Regions from separate parts of the Arabidopsis thaliana genome. Here region 1 is linked to region 2. A link is a contact called in public HiChIP or PLAC-seq data. All regions are on one chromosome and are shown on one strand. Each heading gives the region's core, a stretch centred on a gene start, on an enhancer-like site or on the middle of the called end of the contact. The rest is flanking DNA. Distances are from core to core; before and after follow the strand shown. Region 1 holds the start of AGL44 (AGAMOUS-like 44). Region 2 holds the start of ALDH6B2 (aldehyde dehydrogenase 6B2).

Region 1 (3,775 bases), core at 1,252-3,751, 37 kb after region 2:
TTTTCATTAATTTTGTATTTATTGTATGATATGTAATAGAAAATTTTAACTCCCATTTTTTATTTTGTTCTAGTCCAATTATTCTCAGGACCAGTCATGGTCAAGACTATACAACTCTGTAACTAGTTAAGAAAGAAATTAGCGATGACTCAATACAAATTCTTGCCAATAGTTCAAGACGCTCTTGAACTTTTTTCAATGTAGATGCTCATATTACAGATATAACTTTGGTCATGTACATATTCAATGGATTGAATGCGAAGTATGAAAACATCATGATTGTTAAATATTAAACACCGCCATTTGTCACTAGGTCGAACTTGCTTCTCCAAGAATATCATCTCCAACACAAAGAAAGCTTGAGTCACGCGAGTCATGCTTCATCACCAAATCTTTTAGCAGTGTTACTCAAACAAATGTTCGTTGTTAAGACAACCAATCTCAATACAACCACTGTCCTGAAAGTCGAAGAAAATATTACGAAGGGAGAAACTGAGAACACCACAATGACCAATTTTGCAACAACCATAATTATAGAAACCCTCTATTAGAATATATCCCACATCGAGACTTTAATAATTTGTGGAGCAATATATAAGTATGTGGTAAATCTCTACTCTTGAGTTACCTTTTGAGTATTAGTTAGGCTCATACTAATATGGTATCAGAGCCTATAGTTTCAATGTGTCTCGATTGTGGACCACCCGTGGATGTGAAGTTCCACAAACTTCACGCTTCAGATGTCCAGTCCTGAGCGTGAGGGAGGTATGTTAGAATATGTCCCACATCGAGACTTTAATAATTTGTCGAGCAATAAATAAGTATATGGTAAACCTCCACTTTTAAGCTAGCTTTTGGGTGTGAGTTAGGCCCATACTGATACTCTCAGTCTCTCATTACATTAAATTTTACTTAGTTTTTGTATCCAATATATTTAAAGTTTATATCCAAGAGATCACTAAACTCAAGGAAAATTTAACAACTAGAAAATTATTAGACCTTATCATGAATTCTTTCCAGCCTCAGTAATAAAACAAATGTCGTTACAGAGAGTCAATTTTTGAACTGGTTTTAGATTTTGCTCATACATCCAATACAATGACCTTCACATGTCCTAGTGATGACATGTGATATAAGTCACTGAGTCTCACATCCACGCAATCTAAATTATTTCTTTAATTCTAGCATAAAGATCCTATCCTGGTTACCAATGGGTTTCAAATACCCAACTGTTGTTTGAACTGTCAAAATAGTGTCATCCTTTAGATCCCTAAATAAATATAATGGATGGACTACTCGACCGTTAAAAAATTCAATAGATAAATCGAACCATATTCGATCCGAATTACCTTTTGTTATCTTAAGCTTTTTTTTTGTTTTTTTTTTTGGCATTTTGGACCTTTAAATTTAACAAATAATCATACTTATAAATTATCTAAGAACAAAGTTGTTATAGTTAAATCATTTATGAGTAGTAAACATATTCATGACAATGATGTAGAAATATTTATACATACTCAATGTAATAAGTGAAATAAAAATTCATTCAAGATCAAGAAAAATTAAAATATGAATGGAGAATCCAATACCAACTAGATTAAAGAACAAGGTTGTAAAACGATTCATGAGTAGTGTCACATTCATGAAATTAATATATAAAATTTTACATTGACAGAAAAAATATAAAAATTAAAAAACAATAAGGAATTTAAAAAATATATACTCAACATGTAATATATATATGTAAAATAAAATCACACTAAAATGGTATCCTCGATTGTATAGAAACTTCCAAATTTCTAAACGGATGCAATAAGAACTTACATATTCTCTTTCATTAGTCATTTATTGGCCAGATTTATTAAAAAAAGTTTTACTCAATGACCAAGGATTAGAGTTAAAGATAATATAGATTATTACATATATTATTCGAAAAAATATACGCATGTCCGACTTTTTAAACCTCAAAAATATCAAAACCAGAAAAGATGATACCACACAAAAAAACAATAAAATAATAAGTGGAAGAGATATCATCGGACAACAGTACAAGTACAGCACCAGCTCTGCCAAAAGCCAAAACCATTTGTCAATTACAGAAAGATACTATTGTTTGCAATTACTAAATTACCCCTCGGACTTTACAAAAGCATCTCTAACTTATCCACGTGTCAGTCATCTATTGATTGTTTCAATACCACCTTGTATTAACGCCCCACGATTCGTGGTTGGGTACACCTGATAGTCCGAGGATATTTAAATCTCACGCGCTCGTGTCTATAATTCGACTGTACTCGCTTTTCTTGTCGTGATTTTAGCAATTTACGAAGTCAAATGTTTGACTCAATCAGACTTGCGCATAAGAGAGCGAGTATAAATGTTTACTATACTCACGCAAGTGGGGCTTTATTGAAACTACTCTTTTGTAATAAAACCAGCAGTGGTTTTGTTCTGAATCCGCTCTCTTGCCATATATACCACAAACAGAAACCACAGAAGATATCTTTTGAGAAGGAAAAAAAAAAAGAAGCTTCTCCTCTTCCTCTGCCTTCTTCTTTCCATTTATTGCAAACCCTGATCAAGTAAGTCAAATCTTCACGAACACATATGTATATAAATTCAATCCAAGAAACTAGGAGAAATCTATGAAAGAGGACAAATCTAAGTCAAGTTTGAATCAGGAAGATTATCTAGATTTGATCATTTTGACATTTACGATGTGCTTACTTATTCTTGATAAACTTTGATGCAGTTGGTTTTGGTGTTAGTCTTTTGGGGAGAGAGATGGGGAGAGGGAAGATAGTTATACGAAGGATCGATAACTCTACAAGTAGACAAGTGACTTTCTCCAAGAGAAGGAGTGGTTTGCTTAAGAAAGCTAAAGAGTTATCGATCCTTTGTGATGCAGAAGTTGGTGTTATCATATTCTCTAGCACCGGAAAGCTCTACGACTACGCAAGCAATTCAAGGTTAGCTTCTTTACTTCCTTAGTACAAGTCAATGAAGTAATTTTGCATTTGTCTTGCCTGTTAGATTCCTCAGTTCTCTTGATCCCAAGACATGTGTGTGTATATACAATTGTCACTAATGATAATGTCTCATCGTTACACACTTTTTGTCTCTCTCTCTTTTTTTTTTTGTCTAAGTATTAGTTTCTCGATAGGGTTATAGCACATGTTTAGCTATTTTGAACGATGATTTTTGATGTTTGTTTCTCCTTCGTTTTTTCAAATCAAACTTAAATTATTATATATCTTTAGATAGGCTTTAGTTTATCTTACACACATTGATTTGAATACAGACGATATATCCATGTAAGACTTGCATAGCAAATTATGATTTGAACATTCTTAACTTCAAATTATTTTATTTCCCTCATAGCTTTCGATAAGTATATGCACGTGTATCTATGTTTGTTGCAAGTGCATCAAGATAAATGGTTACTGATTTATGCCTTGCTAAGTGTTCAATTATAGAAAGAACATGAACCAGTACTATATACAGATCAAAAAAATTATTTCTACTTCTTCACTATGTGATGTATACAGACTATATTGATTAGAATTGTTTGTATTTTACTCTATCTACATTTTCACCTTTTATTATAATTGATTTGAATTCGTAATATGTCACATATATGTGACCATGTGCTATTTGATAAAATTTGAACTTGAAAAGATTAGTTTGTGGTTTTCTTTCATATAATATAGAACAAAAAGCATTTGATTCTGTGTTTTAACAAGTGTTTAAAAAAATACATTTTCCAATTTTGTAT
Region 2 (3,550 bases), core at 506-3,005:
AGAAAGAGCAGAAAGTTTAAACATAACCTACATTGGTTCCGTGAACGATATTGAGAACCCCATCAGGTAAACCAGCTTCCATTGCCAACTCGGCAAGTATTACAGAAGCACCTGGAGAAAGCAAGTAATATCAATAATCAACCAATCAATAGAAGGGACCTCTATAGCTATAGTGGAAAACAGTCAATCAACAATACATTTCGCTCATCACATTGGCGGTGGTAGTAAAATGCATGTTCACTACACTGGCATCAACGATATGTTACAACATGATCTGAAAGTCAAGACATCTTGAACTTCCCATACATCAATTAAACACCACAGAAGTGTCTATTAGTAACTGGAATAGTTCGAAGGAATAAGGGTATTTTACCGGGATCCTTCTCTGATGGCTTCAGAATAAAGGTATTACCACATGTCACTGCAACAGGAAACATCTGCACTAACAAACACATAATAAATACGCAGAATTCACATAAGAGAATCACAAAGAATTAACGATATACATAATGAAGCCATATAAAAAAGGGCTTAGCATGTTACCCATAAAGGAATCATGGCTGGAAAGTTAAAAGGACAAATGCCAGCACAAACACCTAATGGCTCTCTAATACTATATGTATCAACTCCGTTCGACACATTGGGGAGATATTCACCCATCTGTAAGGTTGCCATTCCACACGCATGCTCCACAACCTCTGCGTAAGAAACCATGTACCAAAAATAAGCACTAAGGTTCTCCTCTTCTTGTCAATCATATAATCAAACCTACAATACATAAATAAAATACTAACCTAACCCACGGAAGATATCACCATGTGAATCCTTTAAAGTCTTCCCTTGCTCGGTTGTGATGTTCATAGCAAGTTTATCCTACAGAAAAATCAAAACTTTCAGCCAAGCACATATCAAGATCATAGCAAACTAAACCAGGTAGCTACCATATTCTTGCGTATAAGCTCTTGAAACTTTAGCATAACACGCTGCCGGGTAGTAATCGGCGTGTTTCTCCACAACGGAAACGCTTGCTTCGCAGCGGATACCGCAGCTTTAAACTCTTCATTAGTAGTCAATGGAACTTTAGATACAACCTCTTGTGTAGCCTAATAATAGCAAATCAGAATTTACTTCAAAGTTCAAACCTTTAAGTAATCAAACAAGAGTATAGGACTCATAAGAGAGTTTGCTTACAGGGTTTATAACATCGATAAACGAAGATGATTGAGACTCAACAAAAGAACCTCCAATAAGATTTGGTACTCTCTGAAAACAGAACCCACATCGAAAAATCAAAACTTTTGAATAAAAATCACATCGAAATCGATCTAAGAACTCACCGGAGGCATTTGTGGTTGAGTAGATTGCTCCGGCGAAGTTGATAACCAAGAGCTTCGAAGAGCGAGAAATTGTGGTCTCAAAGGTCTCAGATTGTTACCTGAAAACAGTAACAAAAACTAGCTTCGATAGTATCGAAGTCTGCAGATTTTGATTCGAGTACAAGAGAATCGAGATTTTTACCAGAAATTCGAAGCAGCATCGTTGTTGTTGTTGTTGTTGTTGATGATGATGATCGGAGTTTGGTGTTGTCGTCTGCTTCTTTGTATAAGCGTCTCCTTTTGGTTTTGGATTTGAGTGATGAGTGAATGCTGACTCGATGTTGATCGGGTGCGAATGAAGTGGTTGGATTTCGCCACGTGGGTGGATATGTACCGTTAGATCTATAAGATTCAAGATTCTTTTGTTTGACTCTCACCATCACCAAGATATATGTACATGGTTGACAAAAAAAAAAAAGATATTTAGCCTTAACAATTTTAAAACTAAAAGCAAGTCCAAGAGCTTTTTATGGGGCTCTTCCAAATCTTTTAATTATAAATTTTATCAAATTCAAATTTAAGAGTTTTGGATAGATTGTTAAATTTTTTTTGTCTAATGAAAAAAGTGGGCTTTTAAAAAAAAATTATTATTAAAATAAAAATTATAAATATTTTATTTTATAAAACTGAATAGTTATTGCAAATACACCAATTTTAAAGATACATGACATAAAAGCATATATAAAATACGAAAATCGAAAATCAGAATAACGATTAATTGTTAGCTTAATTCCCGCCAAATGTTTGTTATATATGCTTAACCAAATTAGCTTTCAATTGTGGATGTATAGCCAGATCACGAACTCGGGCTCGAGCGGCCATAATATTGCCGAGATTTGAAAGCATATCTGTAAAATAGTTGAAATCCATTTGTAAAGAGCTGGTTGATTTTGGTTGTGTGAATTCAGCTGCATCAAACTGAATGTACTTATCTTGTTCATCCTCTACTATCATATTGGGAAGTATTATGCATGCTCGCATGATCATTCCTATTTTTTTCTTATCCCAAATAAGAGCTGGATTGACAATTACAAACCAAGTTTGCAAAACTCCCAAAGCACGTTAACCATTTTGACAACAAGCTTCTTAATTTGTAACAAATAAAGAATCTTTGTGACCTTGTGGAATTGAAATAGATTGGATAAATGTAGCCCATTTAGGATAAATTCTATCAGTGAGATAATAAACCAAATGATAGTAGGTCCAGTTGACGATATATTTCACTTTTGGAGCTCGACCTTGTAATTTATCATCAAAAACTGGTAAGCAATCAAGTATATATATCATTTAAGAAATCTGGAGGTCCAAAAAAAGTATGTCATATCCAAAGATCTTGGAAAGCAATAGCCTTTAACACTATTGCCGGTTTGCCAGATACACGTGTATATTATCCTTTCCAAAAGGTGGGGCAATTCTTCCACTTCCAGTGCATACAATCGATGCTTCCTATCATCCCAAAAAATTCATGTACCTCTCCAATACGGAGTAGTCGTTTAAGATCTTGTCGTGTAGGTCTACTTAGATACTCTTTCCCAAACAAATATATAATTCATTCAACAAAATGTATCATACATGATATCGAAGTGCTTTCACAATCTGTAGGTATTCGTCAACCGCATCCACTGAACAACCATATGCAATCATATGAATTGTTGTTGTACACTTCGTAGTGCCGATAAACCTAACCTGCCGATAACATCTCTTCTTTGTTCAAAGCATGAAATTTCATTGGAGAGTCCGTCAACAATACGTATAAACAATGGCTTGTTCATTCTAAATCGGTGTCACAATATATGAGGAGGGAATGTCGCATCTTCTTTGAAATAATCGTTCTACAACTGGATGTGTCCTAGTTCACGATCTCTTGCAATATATGCTCATTTTTGTTGACTTGGTTGGTTGACGATCAACATATCTCTATAATGTTTCATTGAAAAATTGATCAAACTTATCGTCAAGATTATAAGATGAAGAAGATCTCATGTTTGATGAACTATGAAGATAAATGTTTGGAGAAAAAGAAGATTGTTTGGTGAAAAGGAAGATTGTTTTGGAGAAAAGAAATATTTTTTTGGAGAAAAGGAAGATTGTTTTAGAGAATAATAGAGAGAATTGTATTGTTTGTTGTAATAAAGATTATGTACTATATATATAAACACAAAGTGTAACGAACA

Evidence for each region. HiChIP or PLAC-seq counts read pairs in DNA pulled down with a chosen protein or histone mark.
Region 1: an H3K9ac HiChIP or PLAC-seq map of seedling shows a contact between it and region 2, with 3 times the contacts expected there. The contact joins the promoter of AGL44 here to the promoter of ALDH6B2 in region 2. A contact is called at or near these places in 13 of 26 Hi-C or Micro-C datasets (callus, cotyledon, leaf and 4 more), 2 of 2 datasets of contacts at active chromatin or transcription factors (seedling and shoot) and 1 of 3 other capture datasets (root).

The regions. Positions count from the first base shown.
Region 1 is chr2:6,016,057-6,019,831 of TAIR10.1, forward strand. It overlaps AGL44 (AGAMOUS-like 44), which reads left to right and starts at 2,502. Exons shown (of 9, transcript NM_126990.3): 1 at 2,502-2,582; 2 at 2,753-2,969. The coding sequence starts at 2,785.
Region 2 is chr2:5,980,144-5,983,693 of TAIR10.1, forward strand. ALDH6B2 (aldehyde dehydrogenase 6B2) reads right to left here and starts at 1,756. Exons shown (of 19, transcript NM_126989.2): 1 at 1,519-1,756; 2 at 1,338-1,435; 3 at 1,192-1,263; 4 at 942-1,103; 5 at 795-873; 6 at 544-698; 7 at 374-437; 8 at 32-111. The coding sequence starts at 1,756.